Linked DNA regions of Mus musculus: regions 2, 3 and 4 are each linked to region 1. The links are chromatin contacts, called in public promoter capture Hi-C maps. All regions are on one chromosome and are shown on one strand. Each heading gives the region's core, a stretch centred on a gene start, on an enhancer-like site or on the middle of the called end of the contact. The rest is flanking DNA. Distances are from core to core; before and after follow the strand shown.

What was found. Promoter capture Hi-C pulls out the DNA fragments that hold promoters and counts their contacts.
Region 2: a promoter capture Hi-C map of liver shows a contact between it and region 1, with 6 times the contacts expected there. The contact joins the promoter of Tom1 here to the promoter of Nr3c2 in region 1. A contact is called at or near these places in 3 of 39 promoter capture datasets (hippocampal neurons and liver) and 3 of 115 datasets of contacts at active chromatin or transcription factors (astrocytes, fibro-adipogenic progenitors and pro-B cells).
Region 3: a promoter capture Hi-C map of hippocampal neurons shows a contact between it and region 1, with 5 times the contacts expected there. The contact joins the promoter of Hmox1 here to the promoter of Nr3c2 in region 1. A contact is called at or near these places in 3 of 39 promoter capture datasets (hippocampal neurons and liver), 1 of 484 Hi-C or Micro-C datasets (hematopoietic stem and progenitor cells), 2 of 115 datasets of contacts at active chromatin or transcription factors (astrocytes and embryonic stem cells) and 1 of 9 other capture datasets (embryonic stem cells).
Region 4: a promoter capture Hi-C map of liver shows a contact between it and region 1, with 4 times the contacts expected there. The contact joins the enhancer-like site here to the promoter of Nr3c2 in region 1. A contact is called at or near these places in 4 of 39 promoter capture datasets (hippocampal neurons, liver and stem cell-derived epiblast-like cells) and 3 of 115 datasets of contacts at active chromatin or transcription factors (embryonic forebrain, embryonic hindbrain and forebrain).

What each region holds. Positions count from the first base shown.
Region 1 is chr8:76,900,992-76,903,820 of GRCm38.p6, reverse strand. It overlaps Nr3c2 (nuclear receptor subfamily 3, group C, member 2), which reads right to left and starts at 1,491. Exons shown (of 9, transcript NM_001083906.2): 1 at 1,281-1,491.
Region 2 is chr8:75,032,221-75,035,049 of GRCm38.p6, reverse strand. Tom1 (target of myb1 trafficking protein) reads right to left here and starts at 1,364. Exons shown (of 15, transcript NM_011622.3): 1 at 1,223-1,364. The coding sequence starts at 1,274.
Region 3 is chr8:75,092,162-75,094,990 of GRCm38.p6, reverse strand. Hmox1 (heme oxygenase 1) reads right to left here and starts at 1,373. Exons shown (of 5, transcript NM_010442.2): 1 at 1,219-1,373. The coding sequence starts at 1,241.
Region 4 is chr8:75,384,578-75,387,406 of GRCm38.p6, reverse strand. It overlaps the pseudogene Umpk-ps. Among named protein-coding and RNA genes, the nearest start is that of Iqcm, 63 kb to the left of the region's middle. Within about 2 kb of position 1,491, at least 4 of the 459 cell types and tissues checked have an H3K27ac peak or open chromatin away from gene starts, as enhancers often do. A contact at or near this core is called in liver, where this site is marked.

The DNA.
Region 1 (2,829 bases), core at 242-2,741:
ATGTTACTGTCCTGGAGTGGTACAGTAGAGACCCATCCTTGAGGGCTGCTTTAGAAGGCAGATAACTTCAGGAAACTAGTTTGAGTTGCTCTGCTCTTCAAGACTGTTACCTTCCCCTCTTATAGATGAAGGATAAACCTGCCAAGGTCACCTAAGAGAGTGGGAGAACCAGTTAGAGCCAAGCACACATGAGTTCTGCTCACTGGCTTGACCCAATGAGCCGCATCAGCTTGCTCTCTCTCTCTCTCTCTCTCTCTCTCTCTCTCTCTCTCTCTCTCTCTCTCTCTCTCTCCTCTCACCTGCCCTCTTCCTTTAAGGAAAAAGCTTTCCATAAAAGAAAAAGCTTTGCTTTAGCTTTAGTCTCTCCTAAACTCCCGAAAGTATTTCATGACACAAATGGTAGGTAGCATGCCATGATGTCAAACGTGGAATTAAAGCTCCAAGGGAGGACTACATAGATGGAGAATGCTGTTATCACTACTATGTAAATATCACCAATAACAGTACCTACAGAGTGAAGACCCGCGATGTTAAGATGCAGCTTGGTGTCTTTAAAACTCAGCGGCTTTAATAACTCTTCTGCTAGCAAAAGTTTTCCGAACTACGATATGATAAATAAATAAAGCAGATGGTATGATGAAGCATTATGATTTAAACCTCGTCTTTTAAAAATTCAGCAGGAAAAGTCATGTACCTAAAACCCATCTGGAAAAGGATGCCACCCAAAGTAGCTTCATCCCTTGTCTGTCCCTGTCCTAAGAATCCCCTAGAGTTTCCCCAAATATAAAGGAACTGGGAACGCAAGATTTTCCAGACCTCGTTCATACAAGATCTATGGTGATCTAGCTCCTTCAACTGCCCTTATCGGCTACACCTCCCACTCAGACTGGGGAGCTTCCGCAATTGATAGATGAAAGAAACATTATTCAAACGTCCTTTAAAATTTGCAAGAGCCAAACGATCTGAAATTCATTTTTGGGGAAAGGGGAGGGTGGTAGACCGCCCACTGCCAAAGGCGGTTAAAAGCCGCTCTTTAGAGGGCATTTATCCAAAGTGGCCAAACTTTCCCAAAATAGTCCTCAGCCAGCCGGGGGTGGGGGGGGGTGGGGGTGGGGAGGGTGTGGGGGATGAAAAACCAAAACAAAACAACAAGCACACAGAACCATACTGACTGTGCCTCCGGATTACGCAGCGGCTTCTCCCTGCAAAGTGCAAGCCACCCTTGCCACAGTCGCACACCGGGCTGGACCAGAGACGCCCCACTGCGCACCCCTACACACCTGCCTTGGCCAGGGTCGTCCTCTCGCCGTCTACCTGTTGCAGTGCTTGCCACCTCCACGACACCCCTGCTGCGGAGCCCCCCTACATCCAACCACATCCAGGCCAGCAAGTGCCGCTCTCCCTGCAGCGGGAGAGCCCAAGACAGCAGCGCTTGGCGCCCAGGTGACTTGCACAAGCTTCCTCTGAGCAGCCTGAAGTTGGCTCTCTTCTCCCGGGCCCAATGACACCCCGGGTGCGCAGGAGCTGAGGGGAGGGGTCAGGGGCAGGGCCGGGGCGGGCCAAGAGGAGGGGGCGGGCGAAAGCCCCGAGGGGGGAGTGGAAAGCCGGCCCTTTTAAACCGGGTCACATGTCCAGAAAGTTCAGGTCGCTGTCCCGCCCGCTGGAGCCATTTCCATTGGCCAAGGGGGAAACAAGGCTCCACGCTGTGCGGGCCAGGCGCGCTTCTCATTGGGCAACAGGGGCTGTCAGTCACCAGGCGGGCGACATGACTGATACAAAGTTGCTGCGACACAGCCTGGACTCCGCAGCTTCCTTAAAGCCGCAGAGGCGGCGAGTTCTCCTGGTTCCCGGAGGTGGCCCCGACCGGGCAACCCCTGCACACGCTACCCTTTAGCCCACTCTGCTCCTTCGCCCCAAACTTCTCACCTACACAACTGTCGCCCCCCCCCCACCCTCCCTGGCGACCACAGCAATCTGGAGAGAAGGGGAAAGCATGGTGACGCTAGAGCAGCCTAGATGGTGAGCCCTTGCTCTCTCCACCTGCAGCGCCAGGTGAGCCACAGCGGTGCACACCCGGCGCCTCCCACAGCGTCCTCAGGCCTAGGACTGCTCGGGTGGGTGTCCCCGGGACCCCTGAAGCTCTGCTCCCGCCCCCTCCCGTTCTCAGAGTTACCTTCCCGCCGAGCAGCCTTAATCTCCGCTGTCGGAGAGACAGAGGATCTCGTTCCCACTCGATTTCAGTTTCCTTGTGTTAACCACGCAGGAAAAGCGGGTGCTTTCAGTGCAGCCAAACCCCTTTAAACACAGCCTTCCTTCCACCCCACCCCCTGCCAAAAAAAAAAAAAAAAGTGCCAGGGTCAAGAGCTGAGGCGCCTGATAATTTTGTTACTGTACTTATACTACTTTAGTCCTGGATTTTTCCACTAGTTCAATATGCAAGAAAGCTTACTATCTCGAGGATATTCACTTTATAATGTGTGAAAGGGGTGCACATAATTGGGGCAGGTATACTGGATGAGGGGAGACACTAAAACTATTTTTTAAGGATCGTTTGTCTGCGCGAAGAAATTTCGACCCCTTTCCTTCGCCCAACCCTGATTTCCCTCCCATCCACCCAAGCACTGCACTTGCTAAGCCGAAAGATGGACTCCTTAACTTTAATTTCTAAGGACTTTTAGACTGGTTTGAGGCTCGTCTTTGGACTCCCCTGCTGGCTGGGAGTCAGCACCAGTGATATACACACCTAAATCTGGTCCCCTGGCCCTTGGCGACCCGCAGGCCGCCGGCGGCAGCTGTGCAGCTTCAGGCTCACCCTCACTCGCCAGGAGC
Region 2 (2,829 bases), core at 115-2,614, 1.9 Mb after region 1:
AAGGGTCCAGCAGTGAGATTTAGTCAGTGTTCTGAGGTACTGATGTAGCAGTACTCTTAATCAGAAGTATTTCTTGCCCAAGGCAGGCAACTTTCAGGGCAGGAGAGATGCTGAGCTTTGAACTGACAGGCAGTTTAAAAGACTGAACCCAAAAGACTTTATCCAAAAAGTCTCAGGACTTTGAGGCTGGCTTTGAAGGCCAGACTAATTTGCCTGTTTTACATAGGAAATCTGCGAAGAAGACTGCCTTCTCTTTCCAGGTCTCAAACAACGATTTATGGTGAAGCACCTGGGCTTCAGGCATCAGAGCTCCCTTGCAGAGAACTGATGAGAACCTCAAAAGAGCTACTAACAGCTGCAGTGTTGGTTACAACACAGAGCTGGGTTAACAGTTTCAGGGGAAGCCTTAGCTTTCAGATTCGGCCTTCCCAATTTCACAATGCCGTCGGGACCCTTCAGGTAAGGGGGTATGGATGTCACGCCCAGACCACCCATTCCTGGGGAAACGTCGCCGCCTGGCCTTTGCCCGAGAGTAGGTGCTGGGAGCCGGCACCTTCCCATGGGCTCCAGCCCCAGTAGGTGGTAACACGTTGACAATGACAGGCGTTAGCCATGTGCCAGGAAACATCCTCAGTGCTATCTTATTAATGCATTTAATGATCAAACAAGTCCAGGAAGGCTGGGCCATGACCCTTTAACTATGGGCGAGGACCATCACGGGGGCGACGTCACATAAACCCGAGACTCCCGACCATGGGGACAGAGGCGCGGCCGAACCTAGACACCCCGGCGTCTCGGAATGTGAAGAGTCGGTGACGCGGCGAATGATCAAGACGCCGCCAGCCCGGGAGGGGCTCTTAGTCTGCGCGCGCCCGGTGGTGGCGCGGCCCAACGCCTTCTCATCACAGCAGTCCCTTTAACCCAAACTTTCTCCCTCTACTCGGACCCCAGCACGCACACATTGGCTGAACCACATCCGCCCAGGACCGCCTCCTTCCACTGCCTATTGGCTACATCAAGCATCAATCCCCATATAAGACTTCCGATTGGCCCGTGTTCTTGTCAATCAGGTGGGTCATAGGGTGGGCGGAGCCCAGAGCGCCGCGCCAGCCTCACCGCCTAGCCTCCCTCCTGTCTGCCAGACTGCGGACTCCGACAGGTCCCAGGGCCAAGGCCAGAGCGGCACACAGGGGCGGGACTGCGCGCGGCTCCGGGGACTCACCGATCCGTTGTCCCACCGGAGAGCTGAACGGATTTCCCAGGAGAAAGTCCATTGCCGCGGCTACCGCTGCCACCAGCTCCCAGAATCAGGTGACAGCAACCGCCGGCGCCGCCGACCCGCCACGTGACCCGTTGGCCAGCCCGCGGGGTGGTGCCGGCAGGCGGGGGCTCTGGAGCGCAGCCACGAGGCCCCGCCCCCTACTAGGCTGCCCCTGGGCCGTGGCTGACGCCACACCAGGGCGGGGCCTGGGAGGGCCGGCTTCTAAGCCACGCCCCTGAAGCTTCAGTGCGCGCCACTGTGGAGCCTGGAAGTCTTGACATCCTGAAACTGGGTCTCTGGCCAGGGAAAGACCTGGGTCAGGTTACGCATACTCAGACAGGTATTAGTATTAGTGTCTTAGCCTTTAGTCCTGGGGACCAAGCCCTGAGGATGACAGCCTCCTTGCCCAAGTCGGACTCGAAATTTCCATTTGATGTCTCCCCGCTCCAAGAGCCAGAGGAGGCAAGGGCCTGGGTTTTTGCTCTCTTGAGACAGAGAATGAACTGCCTGTCCTGTGGCAAATGCTTTCACCTCATAAGCCACCTCATCTGCCTTGGCTCTCACCTGGCAAACCGGAAAAGTGCTTTTTCCTTATCTGTTCCCCTCAGCTGTAAATATCCATAATGTAATGCTTTCAGAGTATTGAGGTGACATGAAAATCACTCATAAGGCATTCCGTAATGGTTGCTTCCTCCTTGCTGTATCTTTGTAAGGCATTATGTTTTAAACTTTTAAATTTTTTTTTAACTCTATATGTGTGTGTTCCATGGTGCATACAGAGAGGTCAGAAGAAAACGTGGAGGAATCGATTCTCTCACCACATTTAATCTGAGATTAAACAAGTACTGTGGGCCATCACACTTCCTCCTCCATTTTGGCAGGGCTCATACCTAGGACTTTGCCACACTGAAACCCGGTGCTGCAGTCCCCCCCACCCCCCCTTTTTTTTTGACAATATCCCTTGTCTGGCCTCAAACTCAGATCCCTGGGGTGTTGGAATTGGAGAAGTATGTGCATCATAGCATGCAGCCTTATTATTATTATTATTTTTTTTTTGCTACTTATGACTTTTAACATTTTGTTTTTCCATTAACTTTTTCCTTAACCATGAAAGGTCAAATTTCCATATTTCAATGTTCACAGTATTAGCACATATTCACTTCAGGCCATGTGGCTGTTGACTCAGAGACAAGGAGGTGACATCACATTTTTTTTTTATTTAAAATAGACAAGACTCTGGAAAGCTCCTGGGATATGAACTGTCTGTTTTTTGGCATAGAATTTTCATGCAACTCTGACAAAAGATTGATGGATACTTTTTGATTTAGGCCAATAGCAATATTTTAAATGGTTTCATTTGCTATGCCACAACTATCATATTCTCTCCTTTTATAATACATGCAAATGATATTTGAGAGCCTTTACATATAAGGTGTGTTCAACCTGAGACCCAAGGGCTGCATGGCCCAGGATAGATAGGAACATGGTAACTTGACCTTTATTTCAGGATTTGGTTTTAAAATTTTTAAATTTTGTGTTTGTGTGTGTGTGTGTACCTCTGTGTGGGT
Region 3 (2,829 bases), core at 124-2,623, 1.8 Mb after region 1:
CAGGGATGAGGATTAAACACTGGAAGGAGGCTCAGCCAGGAAAAGCACTTGCCACCATGCCTGATAAGCCAATCTTTCTTGGAACCCACATGGTGGTCTGAGAAATGACTCCTTTCAAGTCCTCTGACCTTCACATGTTTAATGTGTCACTCTACATGCACAATAAATAAAATGTAATGAGACACTTTAAATAAAAATATAAAAATAAGGTTGGTGGGCTGGAGAGGTGGCTCAGCGGTCAAGAGCACTGACTGCTCTTCTAAAGGTCCTGTGTTCAATTCCCAGCAACCACATGGTGGGTTCTGACACCTTCATCTGCTGTGTCTGATGACAGCTATAGTGTACTCATATACATTAAATAAATAAATAAATAAATACATAAATATTTTAAAAAAAAACTTTTTTTTAAAAAAAGTATGATTGGGTTTATTAAAAAAAAAAAAAAAAAGAGCTGGGTGGAATGGCACATGCCTCTAATGTCAGCACTAGGGAGGCAGAAGCAGACAGATCTCTGAGTTCTAGGCCAGCCGGATCTACAGAGTGAATTCCAAGACATCCAGGGCTACAAAGAGGAACTCTGTCTCAAAAGTCAAAGAGGAGAAGGAGGAGGAGGAGGAGAAGGAGGAGGAGGAGGAGGAGGAGGAGGAGGAGGAGGAGGAGGAGGAGGAGGAGAAGCCAAGCATGGTGGTGGAGCACGTTCAATCTCAGGAAGCAAAGTGAAGCGAACTGGAGTTCAAGGCCAACTTGATCTACTAGGGAGTTCCAGAGTTCCAGGACTACATAGACCCTGTCTCCAAAACAAAACACACAAAAACCCCTCCTCTCCCCACACACCCCCAAACAAAAAACACCCCAACCTCAGCACCCTCTAGTTCTGCTACTGGCCTCCCTGCATCTTACAAATCGTCTGAGGTTGGAAATTGATAAGTGACCACTCCGCGCCAGCAAAAGACAAGCTCCCCAACCCCCAACCCCAAGAATAGTGAGTACGGGTTCCAGGACTTAGCAGTGCGTTCACCATCCCTCAAACCTGGATACTACAAGACACTCCCAATCGTCACCTCCAGCGTGTCAGAGGAGTGAATCACATTTTCTCCCTCCAGCTTCCCATAGCTACAGGTAGACTGGGCGGTAACTCGTCCCCTGGCCCCGCAGCCTGCATTCCCAGGCAGGATAAGGGACACCGGTCACAGCTCCCTTCCCCACACAGTCGCTTGCCTGTCGGGCTGTGGACGCTCCATCACCGGACTGGGCTAGTTCAGGCTGGTTCTGCTCGATTCAGGCTCCGGGCTATGCTCGAGACGGCTCTGCGCGGGCAGGCTCCACTCACTGGTTGTATGCGGAAACTCTGGAGGCGACTGGAGACCGTGAGCGAGCAGCTGCCCGCGCCAGCCCTTTAAGTACGCGGGTCACGTGGTGGCCGCCCAGCTGAGCCGGCGTTCTCGCTGCTGTTGCAACATCCAGCCCGGAGGCGGGCCCTGCCTGTAAGGGGATAAATCATATGACTCTGGCAAGTCTGTTACAAAAAAAAGGGAGAGAGAGAGAAAAAAAAGAGAAGAGAAGAGAAGAGAAGAGAAGAGAAGAGAAGAGAAGAGAAGAGAAGAGAAGAGAAGAGAAGAGAAGAGAAGAGAAGAGAAGAGAAGAGAAGAGAAGAGAAGAGATCTGAATGAGTTGCCTCTTGGCAGAATTTGGGTCCTTTCCAGAACCCTCTACTCTACTCAGTGACAGGAAGACGGGAGTAGCCCTTCAGGAATCTTGAAGGTTTCAGAACTATAAGACGATCCTAAATGTGAGATGCTGGTGGGCAAACCCAGGGATTGACCCACACTACCTGAGTCTACCTTCCCGGAACTCTTAGGATAGCTGGTTTTTTCAATCCTTTATGTTCACAGTTCTGCTTGGTTTGCTGACACTTGCCTTGATTAACTTTTCCATGGTTTATCCCTATATATCATGGTGGGGACATAGATGGCTCCAGTTTTACAGGTGGGGAATCTGAGCTGGAGGTTGAAGTGTTCTGCCCAGGGTCTCATGGAGTGCAGCACCCGAGTGTTTGGCTGCCTTCTCGGCGCTCTCCTAGAACCTGGTCCACACCATGACTTCCTGATGCCCAGGTACAGAAGACTGTGAAGTCAGGACACATAGCTCTGACACATCTATCACCACAGATACCCACTGCTGCTTAGCAGGGTAAGGCTTGGAATTCACCTTCTGAATTCCTGATGAGCTGGACTCTTCAGTACAGAACAGACATGACACAGACATACTGGGTGGTTCTTCAAAGCCTCCATAGTTTTGTATGTCCTCTTTTGTTGTTGTTAAAAGTATTTACTTCTTAAAATATTTCTTTAAAAAGTATTTACTATTTTCTGGGTAGTGATGGCACATTCCTTTAATTCTAGCACCTAGGAGGCAGAGGCTGGCAGATCTCTGTGAGTTTGGAACCAGTGTGGTCTACAGAGTGAGTTCCAGGACAGCAGAGGTTACACAGAGAAACCCTGTCTGGAGAAGACAACAATGAAAAGAATATTATTTATTTTATGTGTGTGTATAGGCCCATGTATATGTATGCATGCATTCATGCTGGGTGCATATAGGTGCCTGAGAAGGCCAGAAAAGGGCATTGGATCCCCTAGAACTGGGAATTAAGGTGGTAGTGAGCTGCCCATGCTCACAACTGAATTCAAGTCCTCTGTAAGAGCAGAAAGTACTGTCAACCACAGGCCATCTCTCCAGCCTCAAAATGACTTTTGATGTCAACAAAGATTTCATTCTTTTGTTTCTTTGTTTTGTTAATCCTGAGATTCTCCAGAAAAACCAACTCCAACA
Region 4 (2,829 bases), core at 242-2,741, 1.5 Mb after region 1:
TGGTTTCTCCATCTATGGTAATTGAGAGTTTTGTTGAGTATAGTAGCCTGGGCTGGCATTTGTGTTCTTTTAGGGTCTGTATAACATCTGTTCAGGATCTTCTGGCTTTCATAATCTCTGGTGAGAAGTCTGGTGTAATTCTGATAGGTCTACCTTTATATGTTACTTGACCTTTTTCCCTTATTGCTTTTAATATTCTATCCTTATTTAGTGCATTTGTTGTTCTGATTATTATGTGTCGGGAGGAATTTCTTTTCTAGTCCAGTCTATTTGGAGTTCTGTAGGCTTCTTGTATGTTCATGGGCGTCTCTTTCTTTAGGTTAGGGAAGTTTTCTTCTATAATTTTGTTGAAGATATTTACTGGCCCTTTAAGTTGACAATCTTCATTCTCATCTATACCTATTATCCTTAGGTTTGTTCTTCTCATTGTGTCCTGGATTTCCTGGATGATTTGGGTTAGGAGCTTTTTGCCTTTTGCATTTTCTTTGACTGTCGTGTCCATGTTCCCTATGGAATCTTCTGCACCTGAGATTCTCTCTTCCATCTCTTGTATTCTGTTGTTGATGCTCACATCTATGATTCCTGATTTCTTTCCTAGGATTTCTGTCTCCAGAGTTGTCTCCTTTTGTGATTTCTTTATTGTTTCTACTTCCATTTTTAGATCCTGAATGGTTTTGTTCAATTCTTTCACCTGTTTGGCTGTGTTTTCCTGTAACTCTTTAAGGGAATTTTGTGTTTCCTCTTTAAGGGCTTCTAGCTATTTACCTGTTTTCCTGTATTTCCTTCTTAAAGTCCCTCATCAACATCATCATGAGAAATGACTTTAGATAATATCTTTCTTTTCTGGTGTGATGGTGTATCCAGGACTTTCTATGGTGGCAGAGTTTTGTTCTGATGATGCCAAGTAACCTTGGTTTCTATTGCTTCTGTTCTTATGCTTGCCTCCTGTCATCTGATTATCTCAAATGCTTGCTGCCCTCAATATATCTAATTGGAGGCTCTCCTTCCTATAATCCCAGTTGATTCAGGACTCCTCAGAGTGCAGCTTTCTCTGTGATCCTGTGATTCCTGACTCCTGTGAACATGAGATTCTGGGTATGTCAGAGTTCTTGGCAGTCAAGCTTCCTCTGAGACCCTGAGATCCTGGTGTGACCAAGCTCTATTATCCTGGGTTCCTGGAATACTAAGATCCTGGGTGTGTTACAGCGCCTGGAAGTTGTGTCTCCTCTGAGGATGGTGGGGCTGTCTGGTATGTTCAAAACCAAGGTGTACCAGTACCGATCAGAAGGAGCCCAAGCTGCTCCTCAGAAAAGGCTCCCGTGTCCTTGCTCCTGCTGTCACAGGCCCGTCACAATTGGTTTGCAACAGATGTTGTGTTCCACTCACCAGTGATCCTAAGATCGCATGGAAAGTCCTCTGGGGACTGTGGGACTTTCCCTGGAGTTCTTGCCCAAGGTGACCCAGAGCTGGCGCTGACTGGAAGGGACTTGTGCCCCTGGTCAGACAGGTTTTTTTGTTTTCCTGCTGCTGGCTCAGTCCTGGCGCGATTGGATTGAACCGATGTTGTGTTCCACTCACCAGTGATCCTAAGATGGTGTGGACAGTCATCTTGCGACTGCAGGACTGTCCGCTGAGTTTGCACCCAAGGTGACCTGGAGCTGGCGCTGACCAGAAGGGCTTTCCACAGATTCTAATCTGTTAAACCCACACAGTATTTTTTATCCTCAGCCATTTCATTTTTTAATATTTTATGTTATTTATTGATTCTTCCTCCAAAGAGGGGTTTTAGTTCAACAAAACCAGCACAGCACTAGCAGAAACCAGCCCCTGAGCTAATCACAGCTCAGCTGCTGTTGTGAGAAACACAGTTGTATTGAACATGAAATGAGAAGTCCCGTGCTTCCATCACGGGAATAGCAAAGGACACTTTTCCAAACACAGCCATCCCGTGGGAGGGAAGACAAAGTTTACAACACAGAAGGGAGCATTTGTGGAGCCAGGAGCTTGAGTTGGGTGTGCAGGAGACTAGCTGGCTTTAGGCAGCCACAGTCACCTGCCTCTGCACTGCAGTGCTCCCTGGCTGGAGAGAGCCTGCCTGGCATGCTAGCCATGAACTGTACCCAAGTGACTTGTACACAGTCAGCCCCCTGGTTCAAGGCTTCCTGCAGAATTGGGAGACACTGTTTTAGCCACAAGAGACCTGATGGCCCACTCCCAGATGGGATCTACCCAAGATCCAGGCCCCGAGATAGAGTCATGTGGGTAGTCCTTAGGTTTCCTGCCTCAGGCTCCTTAAACTGGACCATAGCCAAGTGGTAGGTTGTAAAACTAGGTTCAGAGGTCACAAACTGCCTGCCACAAAACAAACAAAGGTATCGAACATCTCTGCAAACTTTACTTCTGCAACATGGACACAAGCCACACCATACGGGGAAGGACTTCTGTTTGGCTCACTGTCAACACCAGACCAGCCAGAGCCCGAGCTGTTTCCTGTTGCCCCATAATATGTGTCCTGCATCCCCTGGGGAAGCTGGCACCATGGGCTTACTATGCTGTTTGGGACAGTGACCCAGAGACCTGTGGCCTCCTCCAATGAAAGGAAACAGAGGACCCCAGAATGCTCTGTCAGCATGAGTCTGCCCTCCATGCAAGGAAGGCTTTGGTCTCGATGCTACCTTAGATCCCACTGAGAGGGATCCCTGACTGTGCTTTTAGGAGCTAGTGGTCTCCCCAGGCCCTTAATCATGGGTCTGTAGGGAACCTATATATGCTGGTCCTCAATGGGATCTGCTGCTAGACTCCAGGTGTCAGCGTTTACCAGTGGCCAAC